2 separate regions of the Canis lupus genome follow, and region 2 is linked to region 1. Evidence: chromatin contacts called from public Hi-C data. All regions are on one chromosome and are shown on one strand. The core of a region is the stretch at or near the end of the contact, and the rest is flanking DNA. Distances in the headings are between cores, read along the strand shown.

Region 1 (7,368 bases), core at 2,868-5,367:
ACACAGGCAGAAGGAGAAGCAGGCTCCCTGTGGGGAGCCCCATGCGAGACTCCATCCCAGGACTCCGGGATCATGACCTGTGCCGAAGGCAAAGTCTCAACCGCTGAGCCCCCCAGGCACCCCTCCTTGTCTGTCTTGATGTAAAACTCCCTTAATGCTTCAGTTCCTTGCTTTCCTCCAGTGAGACCAGTAGATCATTACCGGCGGTAACCTATCTGTTTTGAAAAGCGAGTATCACTACAGATTTCTTTAAGTCGGTTCAAAGAATAAGCTCCCCAAGCTGCTCCCCCAGATAACCTTCCTTAGTTAAGGCCCTAGAGTCTTGCTTTTTAGAACATCTCAGGATCTAGGCCTGGAAGATTGCCCACACACCGGGTTGTCTGCAGGAACTGGCTGTCTGAGGACTTCAGATCCTGGCCTGCCCTCACCCCCCGCTGTGAAGTTAAGGCAAAGGTCACAGGTGGAAGGGCAGCAAGCCTTTCCCTGCCCCCACCTTCATTTTGGAGTCCTTCTTCTTGGCGAGGTCTCCAGTGGCTGCAATTGTTGCAAAGTACTGGATGACCCTTTTGGTGTTCACAGTCTTTCCTGCCCCGGATTCTCCGCTATTTGGAGTGATCAGGAGAGACAGAGAGAGAGAGAGACAGAGACAGAAACAGAGAGAGAGAGAGAGAGATGTGTCCTGTTGGTATAAACAGCCTCCCCAAGATGTCACACAAAGGCCTGGAAATACCCCGAGCCACATGAGACACACGCCTACCAAATAAATGTGAGAAAGTACGTGGAGAGGCAGAAGCCCAAGGGAAGCTTCATCGTGGGCTGAGCTGCCCGGGCAGTGGGTGATTCCAGTTTTCCAAGACCTTACATATACCCTCTTGTGTGTGCATCTCCATCTCTGCCTTTTCATCACAGACTCTGCTCTGTTTTTCTTTTTTCTTTTTAAATTTTATTTATTTATTCATCAGAAACACACAGAGAGAGGCAGAGACACAGGCAGAAGGAGAAACAGGCTCCCTGTGGGGACCCCGATGCAGGACTCGATCCCAGGACCCCAAGATTCACAACCTGAACCGAAGGCAGACGTTCAATCACTGAGCCACCCAGGTGCTCCCTTCTTGTTTTTTGGAGAGAGAGAGAGAGTAAGGGGAGGAGGGGCAGAGGGAGAGAGAGAACCTCAAGCAGACTCCCCATTGAGTGCGGAGTCCGACTGAGATCATGACCCGAGCTGAAATCAAGAGTCAGATACTTAACCTGACTGAGCCACCCAGGCGCCCCTACTCGAAGAACTTTCTAATTAATAGAATCCAGTAAACGGTACCTTTGCCTCCTACTTTGGAGACAAAGAGCCACGGCTCCCAAACTGCTCTGTGTCTTAGGTACTTACGTGATCAGGATGGACTGGTTCTCACGATCTGCCAAAGGAAAAAACAAGACAGAGTTGACAGCGATATAAGGAGCTTCCCTAGCCCCACTGCGACCCTTGTCAAGTGGTCACGGTTCACTACACCAGGCCTCTTCCCTATAGTGTTTTGTGTGGTCCTAGGGGCGGCTGGGAGAGCCTCCTTCTTGACAGTGACCCTCAGAGGAGAAGCCTTTGCTTCAGACCAGCCAGTGGCTTTTCATCCCACTCGCCTGTTAGGCTTCATCTTCAGCCCTCAAAAATGTTGGCCTCTTATTTTTTTTTTATTTTAAAGATTTTATTTATTTATTCATGAGAGACACACAGAGAGAGGCAGAGACACAGGCAGAGGGAGAAGCAGGCTCCCCAAGCCCGATGTGGGACTCGATCCAGGACCCCAGGATCATGCCCTGGGCTGAAGGCAGATGCTCAACTGCTGAGCCACTCAGGAGTCCTTCATACCTTCATATGTTTATTTTTGTTTTTGTTTTTTTAGATTTTATTTATTTATTTGAGAGACAGAGCACAAGCAGGGGGAGCTGCAGGCAGAGGGAGAGGATAAGGAGACTCCCCGCAGAGCACGGAGCCTGATGCGGGACTTGATCCCAGAACCCTGGGATCATGGCCTGAGCCAAAGGCAGATGCTTCACCCACGAATCCCCCCAGGCGCCCTTGTTTCCTATTAGTTTCACCAATGGTTACATTCAATCCAATCTTCCTAGCAGGGCTTGTAGGGCCTGAAAAGGTCTGGCCTCTTCCAGCCTCTTTAACTACCCCAACTGTCCGCCCTCCGTGCTGGAGGACACGCGCCAGCCAGCAGCCCCCTGCCGGCCCCCACAGAGACTCACCAGTCAGCATGAACTGATAGGCATTGTCAGAGATGGAGAAGATGTGGGGCGGGGCCTCCTGGCGCTTCTTGCCTCGGTAGCCCTCCACCACCTCGGGGTTGTACACCGGCAGCCACTTGTAGGGGTTGACAGTGACACAGAAGAGGCCCGAGTAGGTCTACGGGAGCGTACAAGATGCGTGTGCGCGTGTAAAACCCTTGGCCTTTGTCACTCTGTCTCTTTACTCTAACCTTGTAAAGGAGGGATGGGTTTCTCTCTATAGATGAGGCCGCCCTGCCACCAGCAGGTGACACTGCCCAGGCCCAGCCCTCAGCCTGGCTCTCCTGGCCCGTCCCCACTCCCCCTCTTGCGGCCTCTCTTCTTACTGATGCCCCCTTCCTCTCCCACCTGCTGCCTTTCTCCTTCTCCTCCTTTCCTCCACCTTCCCCTCTTTTGTTCCACGGCCTCGTCACCCACACCAGCACCCCTCCCCCCCGGGGACCATGGGCACTGACATAGATCATCCAGGACGTGTAGCGGTCCTTGAGGTTGTACAGCACGGCCGGCTCGTTCAGGTGCGTCAGCATGGCCATGTCCTCAATGCGGTCGAACTTCGGGGGGTTCATCGCATATACGTCCTCTGGTTTGACCACCAGGGTCTGAGTGGGAAGAGGTTCGGTGACTACCTAGTGTCCTCCATGTGTCTTGCCCCTGGTTTTAATTTTCTTGTCCGTCTCCCACAAAGAGCCTGGGTCCCAAGGGGCAGGCGCTGGGGACAAGGTCCCTCGCGGGAGAAGACAGGGACGCCGGGTGGCTCAGGGTGGCTCTGAGGGCCTGTGAATGTGTCTGCACTCTGGGATTTTGCCTTTGTCTCTCTGCAGTGGTCCCATCTCTGGGTAACCTGCCTTCAAGCAGGGACTCACTTAAACCAGCCCATGCCGCCAGCCCTCCCTGTGAAGGCTCTAGACTGTCCTAGGTTCTCATTTGTTGGGCCTGGCTTCCAGGTTGGCAAACCCACCCTCGACCCTGACACCTGACAGGTGCAGAGGGCCAGCCCCCGGGAGCATCAGGGCCTGGTGACGTGGATGAGTGATTCCTACTGCCTGCTTCCTTCACACCCAACCCGGTGACACTATGCTCTCTTCTTCAGATTGTCTTTTTTCTTCTCTGAATTGTTTTTTTTTTTTTTTAAACTTTTCTCAGAACACTTCCAGATGCTTCTGGCCTCGATGCCAGAAACCAGTGAAGTCCAGGATTTCTCCCAGCAGCCCCACCACGTTCTGGCCAGAAGGGGGTACACTTCACTGCTCATGGCCTTCCTGAAATAGGGAGGTTGCCACTTCACATGGAGCCTGGGGTCCACTAGGACCCCCTTCCCTGCTTTCCCTTCCTTCCCCCGCTAGATGGCAACTGCTAGAAGAAGTAGGGAAACCCAGGCTACCAAAGGAGAGTGTTTTACTGCAGGAGGGGTTCCCAGCCCTGCACCCTTGCGATGCCCTTACAAGGATGTGAACGTTGGCAAAGGCTCCTGAACACGAATTGCTCTGAGTGGCCACATCCGGGTTCTCCTCCTACCCTGCAGCCCAAGGACAGCGGGGAAGCTGAGGCAGGGAAGCCACGTGGGGCATCCAGGTGCCAGAGCCACCTCGGGGGACCCTGCGCGGCCCGTGGAGGGCGAGTTTGAGGCTTACTCGGTTGTCTTCCGTTTCCACCGTGACCTTCCCGTCCTGGGAGCTCTTAATTCTCCCCTTGGCGTACTCCTCCTTTGAGTCGACCACAAAGCAGTAGGTCTTGGCGTCAAAGGGCTGGTTCTGAGCCTCGATCCTCTCCTTTTCCGACTTCCGGAGGAAAGGAGCGGCGATGCCGAACACTTCCATTTCCGTGTCGCTACTCATGGTGCCGCTGGAAGGCAGACGGGCATGTGACCTCGCCGCCACCCCGCTGGGGGCTGTGTCCCCTCAGCTCTGCCTGCCAGTGGCTGCCTGGTGAGCGGAGGCCCCGAGCCCGGCACCCTCCATCCTCTGGGCTTCACCCAAGTGCGCGAAAATTGCTTGTGCATATTTGCCCCGTGGCTTTTTAATTTAATTTAATTTAATTTTATCTTATTTATTTGAGTGTGAGAGAGAGAGAGAATGAGAGCACGAGCAGAGGGAGAAGGAGAAGCAGAGTCTCTGCTGAGCAGGGAGCCCAATGCAGGGCTCGATCCCAGGACCCTGAGGTCATGACCTGAGCTGAAGGCAGATGCTCAACTGACTGAGCCCCCCCAGGGGCCCAGCCCCATGCTTTTCCATGCTAGGGCATAGAGCACAGGTGACCCAAGCTCTTGGGCTTGCTGTGGCCTCGATCGGATCCTTCTGATCAGATGGTGAAGTGTCCCCAGAGAACTCACCTTCCTGACCTGCAAACCCCAGGTGTTGCTGAGGGGAAACATTACAAATAAATAGCAAAAAAACATAAAACAGCACTCTTCCAAGAGGGTGTGCTAAGTGGCAAGTAGCTAAGAAATATTTGGACCCTTCTGAGTCCAGGGGGCCGCCTCCTCACATGGGAAAACCAGCTCTTGCTCCCTTGAGTTGCTCAGACTAGAAGCGCCCTCGGATGCCAACAGCCGGAAGGTTCCTCTCCGGCCTAGGTTGTGCTATCTGAGCTCTCGGAGACTCCGTGCCTTCAAGGGCACTGGGAGGTTACCCGGAGGCTTCCAACAGCCCGGGGACCCCATCTGCTTCCTTACCTGATGAGTCACACCCACAGGCAGGCAGCGCAGAACTGTAGCCCCGGAAAATCAGACCTGCAACAAATATGCAAAAGCAAAAGTCAGGACACACGGGGCAGCATCCGGTGCAGCTCTGAACCCGCTCTTGCTGGGATGGCTCCAGAAGGATAGGGGCAAGCTGCAGGAGCAGGTGGGTCGCGACACACAGGGAAGCCATCAAGGCCGCGAATCCCCCAAGGTCCCATGTCGGGCTCACAGGTCCCCTGTGAGGGGCTGGCAGGAGGGCCGGGGCCCTGAGAGGAGCTCGTGGTTCCAGCCAAGGTCAAGTGTCCCCGTCTTCGGGGAACAGAGAGAAATCTCTGACCGTGGCTCCTCGCCACACAGCAGCGTAGCCTCACAGGGACCGGGCCCTGGACAGGCACCCAGCCCCGTGGGTGAGGAGAGGGTTAGGGGAAGGCACTGCATCCCCTTGGCCCTCCACGTGGATCAGAGAGGCCGAGAGGGGACAGCGGGCCATGTAGACAGGCCGTGTGTGCAGATGGATCGTGCCCAAGAGGGTCCGCGAAGACGAGGCCGTGGGGAGGCGGCAGGAGGGCCTGAAGGACCCTGCTTCGGTGGGTGCCGGAGGCAGAGGGGGATGGCCGTTTGGGCCTGAGACATCCAGCTCCACATCTAGCCATTCTTCCCAAAGCCAGGCAGGGCCACGCTTGCACGCCCGGCCACACCGAGTGTCCTCTGAGGCCCAGGGGCGGGGACGGGGCCCAGGAGGCGCTGTGACTTACCTCCGCCCAGGAGAGAGGGAGCTAGAGAGGGGCTGCTGCCGCAGGGCTTTTATAGGCCCCCGGCCAACCCCCCCGGCTCATTCCTTCTCTATATTTGGAAAGAGAGTGACCGACACCACATGCTGAGAACCAGCTCCTTCCTCACGTTTTTGGTCGTTGCCAAGGGAAAGGTATATATAGAAATGAGCAGGATCCCTAACCATCTTCCAGCTGTAGAAGTGGGAAGTTTGAGATGCCTTTCCCTGGGCTTGGGGCCCGCACCACCTCGCTCGCTCACCCTGATGGATGGAAAAGTTAAAATCTTCTGGGAATTGTGAGCAAGGCTGTTGTCCCAACGCAGGGACATGACAGGGCCAGGACAGGTAAAACTCGGGCCAGGAACAATAACAATGACAAGACCATTATATAATAAGATGATAAGACCATAATAATAATTCCTCCTCCTCCTCCTCCCTCCCCTTTCACTGTGTAACTTTCTGCCCTATTAGTATCATTATTAACTTAATCCTTTTCGAAGCCCAGTAGAACCAACAGGGACACGCATGCCAGGGAGCTTTACCGGCAGCCAGTATTCTCAGCAACAGCTGCTGCAGGGCCTGTAGTTATTAAGATATATTATCCATCGGGGAGCACCAGCTGCTGGCCCGGCTGGGGGGCGAGGGGGAGCCATGGGGCCTGCAGAGGGAGGGGGTGGCCGGGGGGCCTTCCGACACATGTGCTTGTTTCCAAATCGAGATCGGAAAAATAAAACCTCAAGATGAGAGTAAAGTGGGATTTGAAGCTTTCGCTTAATCTCTTTCAGCTTTTTTGTCTCTTTTGTCCACCTCCCTCCCTTCTTTTCTCTGGCCAAACCCTTGGGAGGGTGGCCGGGTGGGCATCCTGTAGCTAGACCTGCGGGTCAGTGTTCCCACTTGAGAACGGGAGCTGTCCCCTGGCAACCCTCCCGTCCTGTCGCACTCGAGCCCAGACATGGGGGCTATGCAGGGTGCGGGCTGGGGGCACAGGGCCGCAGTCCTCAGGATGAAGGGACATTAGCGGCTAATGACACAGCCACTGTGTGCTGGTCCCTGTGCCCGGCACTTCAGGAAGGTACAAAGGAAACGGGAAATGCAGCCTTACTCTGAACAGTTTACACTCTAAATGATGCGTCAGTTGTTTTCAAGATTTAGGCAAATTCAGATTGTCATAACACACTTGTGAGCGGCCACCAGGGCAGAAAGTGGCTACCCCGCCCGCCTGCCCCTCCAGCCTGCTGGGATGGCTGTGTTTTCCTCCTCCTCCTCCTCCTCCTCCTCCTCCTCCTCCTCCTCCTCCTCCTCCTCCTCCTCCTCCTCCTTCTTCTTCTTCTTCTTCTTCTTCTTCTTCTTCGGATTTTGTTTATTTATTTGAGACAGAGCATGAGCAGGGAGGGGCAGAAGCAGATGGAGAAGCAGGCTCCCCTGCTGAGCAGGGACCCCCGAACCCATGCGGAACTCAATCCCAGGACCCTGAGATCATGAGCTAAGCCAAAACCAGACACTTCACCGACTGAGCCCCCCAGGTGCCCCTTTCCCTGCCCCTTCTCTTCCATTTTGGACTAGGATGCCCGTCTCTGGAGCCTCACCTCAGGCAGAGAGAAAGCACTGGCGCTCCTGGTCTCCACCGGAGCCC
Region 2 (6,582 bases), core at 1,202-3,701, 170 kb after region 1:
CACTACCATAATCAGGATAAAGAATCCAAGGTGTTCCCTCAAACTATCCCTTTAGCCCTTCTCTTTCCTCTGGTAATCCTTGATGTGTTTTTTTTTTTTTTGTCTTGAGAGCTTTGTCTGTCCGACAATGGCACATAAATGGAATCGTACACCTTGTAAATGTCTGAGACAAGCTTCTTTCATTCTGTATCATGACTTCAGGATTCATCCAAGTTATTGAGTGTACCAGCTTGTGCCTGTTAGGACCAAGGAGTATTGCTTTGAAGAGATGCACCCATTTGCTCACCTATTCACCTGCTGAAGGGCAACTGAGTTGTTCCCGCATGTCTGACACTTTCTAGCAGAGCTGTTAGAAACATTTGTTTCTAGGTTTCTTTGGTTCACTTAAGTTTTCCTTGCTCTAGGAGTGGGCCTTTGGGGCCATATGGTAAGGGTATAATTAACTTTATAAATGCCAACGGGTGTTCTGGGGTAGTCACACCATTTGGGTTCCATATAGCAATGTATGGCGGAGTTCCCATTGCTCTGCATGCTCATCAGCCCTGTATTATTAGGGATTCTTTTTTTTTTTTTTTTTCCTTTTCGTTTAGCCAATGGAACAGGTGTGTAGTGTTATCTTATCTCTATTCCACGTCCCCTCGTGACTAATGATGTTGAGTATCTTTCTGTGTGCTTATTTGTTACCCTTATTCCCTTGCTGGGGAAGTGTCCGCTGATGCCTTTTGCCCAGTTTTAAAGATGTTATTTATTTGAGAGAGAGAGAGAGAGAGAGAGAGAGAAGGAGAGAACGAGCCATGGGAGGAGTGGAGGGAGAAGGAGAAGCAGACTCCCTGCTAAGTAAGAAGCCCAATGCAGGGCTCGATCCTGGGACTACAGGATCATGACCTGAACCAAAGGCAGATGCTGGTGCCCTGCCTTTTGCCCATTTTTAAATTGAATAATTTGGCCTCTCATTGTTGAGTTTTAAGATTTCTTTATACATTCTGGATAGAAGTCTTTTGTGTTTGCAAATGTTTTCTTCCAGTGTATAGCTAATCTTCTTCTCTCAAGGAAATCTTTGTTCTTAGGTGATGGATAATGGCCCCCTCATGCTTTCCCTTGACCCACCGGCCAATCTGCACTTTCCTTGGCACAGCAGGGAGGGCTGTCTTTGTCCTGCACCTAATCCACTTGTGTGGGCTTGGATTTCAGTCCACTCATGGAAACCAGAACTATCAGCATCCTTTGATTTCTTTTCAAATGACAATCTGGCTTCTCTCTTGAGCCACTATTGTGCTTGAGTGACAGAAACTTAGTATTGGTCAATTCAGTTTTCCATTTCACATTTTTGGGGGGTTGTTCTGAATTTTGGGGGGTGCCAGAGCCTGAAGAAGGGACATCTGATCTTCAGGTTATCCACAGATGCTGCTCCTAAGCAGATCACTGCTAAGCCTTCCCTGGTTTTACCTTCATGGCCTTGTTGGATTTGATGACCTTACCTTTACTTCTATTTCAATCTTGGGTTCTCTGAAATCCTCTTGCTTCCACATTGGTTGGGGACAAGGGCAAAAAAATTGCTCAGCAGGCATTCAAGGTGATAGTTCTCTGGATAAATGAATGGTCATCTCTCAAGCATCTTGTCACCTTCCTGTTTTTTTTCTGGAGTTCCATGTGGAGCTTGGATTTTAGTTTCCCCTGCTATATTACTCCTGAATATAGCTGAGGTCTTCACCAGTATGGGTCTCAGGCTGGACAGTGGGTGCAGGTCTCTGTCTTTGGAAATCATATCTTCATATGTTTTCTTCCCTTATCCCCTGTTATGGACTGAATCACATCTCCCAACCCCTGAGACCCCAAGTTCATATGTTGAAGCCCTAATCTCCAATGTGATTGCTGAGCCTTTAAAGGGGGAGGTAGGGTTAAATGGTGTCATAAGGGTGGGGCCCCAACCCAATAGGACTGGTGTCCTTATAAGAAGAGGAAGAGACACCAGAACCATATTTGCACAGAGTTAAGACCATGTGAGGACATGAAGAGAAGGCAGCCATCTACAAGTCAGGAGAGAGGCTTCTAGAAGAAACCATTCCTGCCAACACCTTGATCTTGGACTTCCATCTTTCAGAATTGTGGAAAAGTAAATATCTGTTGTTTAAGCACCCCCTCCCCCGCCGTCATGGTACTGATTGAGCAGACTAATGCACCTTCTTCTTCTCTTCCTTCCTCTCAACTCAGAATACTTTTCCATTGTTGAGTGTGGCATGGTGGGGTGATGCACATGGTGGTGGGTGGTGGAGAAGCCTTTCTCTTCTCAAGGCTTTTTTCTTGACTGTGTCACTCATGTGGCATGCTTTTTTATTCTTGTCTGTGGACCAGTCCAACCTGGCTTTTTGGTAGGCAGGGCCCAAGAACACCAGCCAAGATGGCTTCTAGCCAAAAACAACAGTGAACTCACCACATGGAATTGGCCACATCAGTAGAGTGACTCTTGATCCTTGTTACTCTGAGATAAACACAGCAGTATATTTGCAAAGGGAACAGTATTAAGCTCTTTTGAAAAAGCTGTGGGCTGGGATGTTAGCCATGGAAAGAGATTAGACCTTGGTGAGTCTCCAAAGTGCCATGGGTGTGAGGGCCAGTCAGGGACCACAGAAGAAGCTTGGCCAAGGAAGAAATGACACTCAGCATCCAGCAGAGCCCAGAGACTTGCAGAGGAGTGGAGTGGGTGGCAGATCTTACTGGCCTCAAGCCAACTTACCTGTGGACTTCTTGCAGGAGATTATCCATATCCTTATTGTTTAATCCACTCAAAAGGGCATTTCTGTAATTTTCAGTGAAAGAAATGTGCTCAGCCTGTCCTGGAGCCCTGCCGTGTAGTATAGTGGCAGGGGCAGGCTTCAGTGAGCCACCAAACAACAACACTACTAAAATATTCTATTAACTCATTCCCTCAGGACGATGATTTTCTTTCTAAATACCATGTGGAGGTCTCTCTTTACTGATTCTCTCCCAAACAAGGATCTGCCCCACGATTTCTTATGGATTTCTCCACCAGAAACAAACAGGGCTGGTAAATTGTACAAGCAGGTTCTATCCCTAAAAATTAATAAAGCACCTTCATTAGACCCCTGCTGTATCTCTGAGTATGTACTGGGATGGGGAAGGGGAAAATGCATAATTGTAATGAATAAGAGCATTTCCCTTCCATCGAGTGGCATATAAGAAAGGCTTCCTGAAGATGTGGTTGTTAAATTATCTTAGTTAGAAAGCAATTTTCCTTTGAAGTCCAATCTAGGAATGTGTAGTTCCTCCAGTGTAACACTTTATTGCACTAATTTCCACGTGTGTTCCTTCTCCCCTAGTCAGTTTAGCCTCTCAAGGAGGTGGTGGTGATTCTGCACCCACTTCCCCATCTGTAGCACATGAATTCATTCAAAGGATGTTTCCTCACAACCTGTTCTACTCCAGGCTCCAAGATGTTTCTGCTGCATGGTAGACCAGAAAGACATGTAGCCCCTGCTAAGCATTCAGAAGAGTGGTAACCACTGAACAGATTATTATGGCAGTTATTACTTCATTGTAATAAAGACTAGGAAGGAGAAGTACAGGAGCCATGAGCTTATGCCACAGAGGAGCCTGACCTAGTTTAGAGGATCAAGGAAGTTCCCTTGAAGGTCGAACATTGTAATAGAGATCGGCAGGCTGAGGGGACAACATATGTCAAGATCCAGAGCCTGGAGGAGCCTGACTCATTTGAGTGCTGGTTAGCAGGAGAGCAGAGAACTAGGGGAGAGTGATTCATGATGAGGCTGGAATTGCAAGCAGGGTTAGACCTTTGTGGACCTTGCAGGCTGTGATAAAGCCATAACAGAATCTTAATAAATGCTAGCTTCCATGTATGAATGAAGGAAATGTCAGAAGGATGGCCTTCCTTAGGTAACCTCGTGTGGATTTCAGCATAAAAAGACAGTGGTGGCAATGCTCTAGTGACGGGATGGTGAGAAGTATTCCTAGGTAAGCCTGGGAAAAAGGTAAGTTCAGGCAAGGGGTAGATTATAGGATTCTCGACAGGTCAGGGTCACCTTGGGGTGGAGATAGACTGAGTCTACTTCAGTGTTTGGTGTCTTTGGGAGCGATAATGACATAATTGTGAACCCCTAAACCTCCAGTTCCCCTCTTTCCTTTCCCAAGATATTGATCTCAAAGTCCAACCCAGTGGAAACCCTCAAACAGAGCTGGTGAGAGAAGACTCCAAGTCCTGTGAGGTCAAGAACTGCTCCACAATATTTTTGACATGTTTGGTTCCAGGTAGCTTGTTGAAGGACAACAAGGAGTTGTTGTCCAACAAAGAGTTCCCAATTACAGGGGTGAGGGTTTAGGGACTCTGGCATCAGGCAATCGTGCTGTCCCTCCCTACTTCTATGTAGCTTAAACAGCCCCAGAGGCAGGCCTCTGTCTGCATACAGGCTGGCAAACATATGGCAAACATATCCATCCATTTGGGGAGTTGTTTTCAGACTATTCTTGCACCAAACACTTCTAGGGTCTACCAACTAACTCCTCTTCCTTTGTAACAATTACAGTTGCATTTGGGCAGAAATATTTCTGTATTTGGTAGAATAGTCTTGTATGGGATGAGAACAAGTTTCCAAAGTTCAGTGGCTTGATGTAATAGAAGCTTATTTCATATTCTCAAAATAATATTTGGCAGGCACTTAGTTTGTCAAGGGAGCTTTTTTCTACTTGGTTACTTGGGGACCTGGGCTTCTTCCATCTTGAGGCCATGCTATCTCTCAGGCCCATTTCATTATTGTCTGCAATGAGCCAGCAGAAGGAGACTAGTCAGTTTGGAAGGAGAAAGTGATTGAAGGAGCATATGTAGGTTTGTTGGCCATGCCCAGAAGTGGTATATATATATATATATATATATATATATATATATATATATAACCTCTTTTCATATTCCACCAGATAACACTTAGTCACATGGCCACATCTAACTACAAGAGAGGAAGGGACATGTATGTCATCTGGCCGTGTGTTCAAAGAAGTGGTAAATAGATTTTGGTGGAAAACTAGCCATTTCTGCCACAGTGCTGACCCAAATCTATATTTCTTAGTCTTCCTCTGTATTAGTTATCTATTGCTGTGTAACAAAACATCCCCAAACAGAATAGCACGATAAAAAGTTATTATCTCCCAAAGATTCTGTGAGTCAAGAATTTGGCAACAGTTTAGCTGGATGTTGCTGGGTCAGGGCTACTCATGAAGTCATGGTCAGCATGTTGGCCAAGGCAATACTAAGTTGTGGCCAGGTGTCAGTAAGTCACCTGAAGGCTGGCCTGGGGCTAGAGGATATGCTTCCAAAGTGGCTCCATTCCCAGCACCAAAGGACAAGGGTAGTTAATGCCTGTTGTTGGTAGGAGACCTCACTTTCCCTGCATGTGAACCCCTCCGTGGAACCCCCTGCATGTCCTCAAACCATGGTAGCTTGCATCCTCTGAGAATGAGTGATCCCAGAGAGAAGCCATGATGTCATTCATGACCTACTCTCAAAAATTACATGTCATCATTTCTGCCACATTCTACTTATTAGACACAAATCCTTAAGTATAGTGTACACACAAAGAGTGAAAAATCAGGCTCCACTTCTCAAAAGGAGGTTTATCCAAGAAATCATGGATATATTTTAAAGTTACCACACTCTTAAAGAAAGGGGAGTCCATGAGACCTAGTTCATGCCATGAGATGTGGCGAAGACATGGCACAGGGCCTCCAGGAGATCTTCTTCAAGGATGGGCACACTTATCTTGTTTGACCTTCACCTTCATCTTTCTAACTGTCTGGATCATGAGTGTGACTGTCAGTGCTCCGGTGGCCATCTGGAGGCAACAAGGAAGTTGTGAGCAGCAAAGAGATAAGAACAGGCACAAAAGTAACTCAGACATTTATGATTTGTGGACTTACTATGACACCCCTGCACCTCCTTTTTCTGGACTAAATTCATGGGGCAGGCAGAAGGAAGCATTATCTGATTTAAAACAGAATATTGGGGAGTGTGTGTGGACCCTGTTACCTAGAGCCAGATACAATTCCTAATTGATGCAACATCTATGTGCTAGCTATTGACCTGGGCATTGGAAAAATAAATTTGAATAAGAAAAAGGTCTCTGTCGTCTGGTTCAACAGGGACAAATGGTGGCCAGCATATGACAGAAAGGGGACTCTTTCTCATACAAACCAACAACATTCAAACGAGGTTGTAGAGGAAACTCACCAAATGGAATGTAAGCCCCACAGAGCCATGAACTTGTTACGTTTACTGCTTTATCTCTTGTGCTTAGAACAGAATCAAAAGTGTTCAAATAATACATACTCGATGAATAAAATGGAAACAGAGCAAATTAGAGGAAATGTCTTCTGGAGGGAGAAGATGATGATGGAGGAACTTCTTGGATCTCTGGCTGGGCTGGACGACAAAGCCAGTTGGGCAGGGCATTCAGGAGTTGGGTTCACACAGGGACCCTCAGGAAGTGGAGGCAAGCCAAGCACCTGCCTCCTACACAGTTACCTTTGCAATAGCTTTCAAAACATACGGTACTTATT

What was found. A called contact is a pair of places that touch in the nucleus more often than the background predicts.
Region 2: a contact with region 1 is called in a Hi-C map of skin fibroblasts, with 1.9 times the contacts expected there. The contact joins the enhancer-like site here to the promoter of MYH3 in region 1. A contact is called at or near these places in 3 of 9 Hi-C or Micro-C datasets (amygdala, liver and skin fibroblasts).

Annotation. Positions count from the first base shown.
Region 1 is chr5:35,141,257-35,148,624 of UU_Cfam_GSD_1.0, forward strand. MYH3 (myosin heavy chain 3) reads right to left here and starts at 4,118. Exons shown (of 39, transcript NM_001113712.1): 1 at 3,915-4,118; 2 at 2,739-2,882; 3 at 2,245-2,401; 4 at 1,382-1,409; 5 at 494-602. The coding sequence starts at 4,118.
Region 2 is chr5:35,311,355-35,317,936 of UU_Cfam_GSD_1.0, forward strand. No RefSeq gene overlaps it. Among named protein-coding and RNA genes, the nearest start is that of PIRT, 10 kb to the left of the region's middle. Within about 2 kb of position 2,452, at least 2 of the 20 cell types and tissues checked have an H3K27ac peak or open chromatin away from gene starts, as enhancers often do.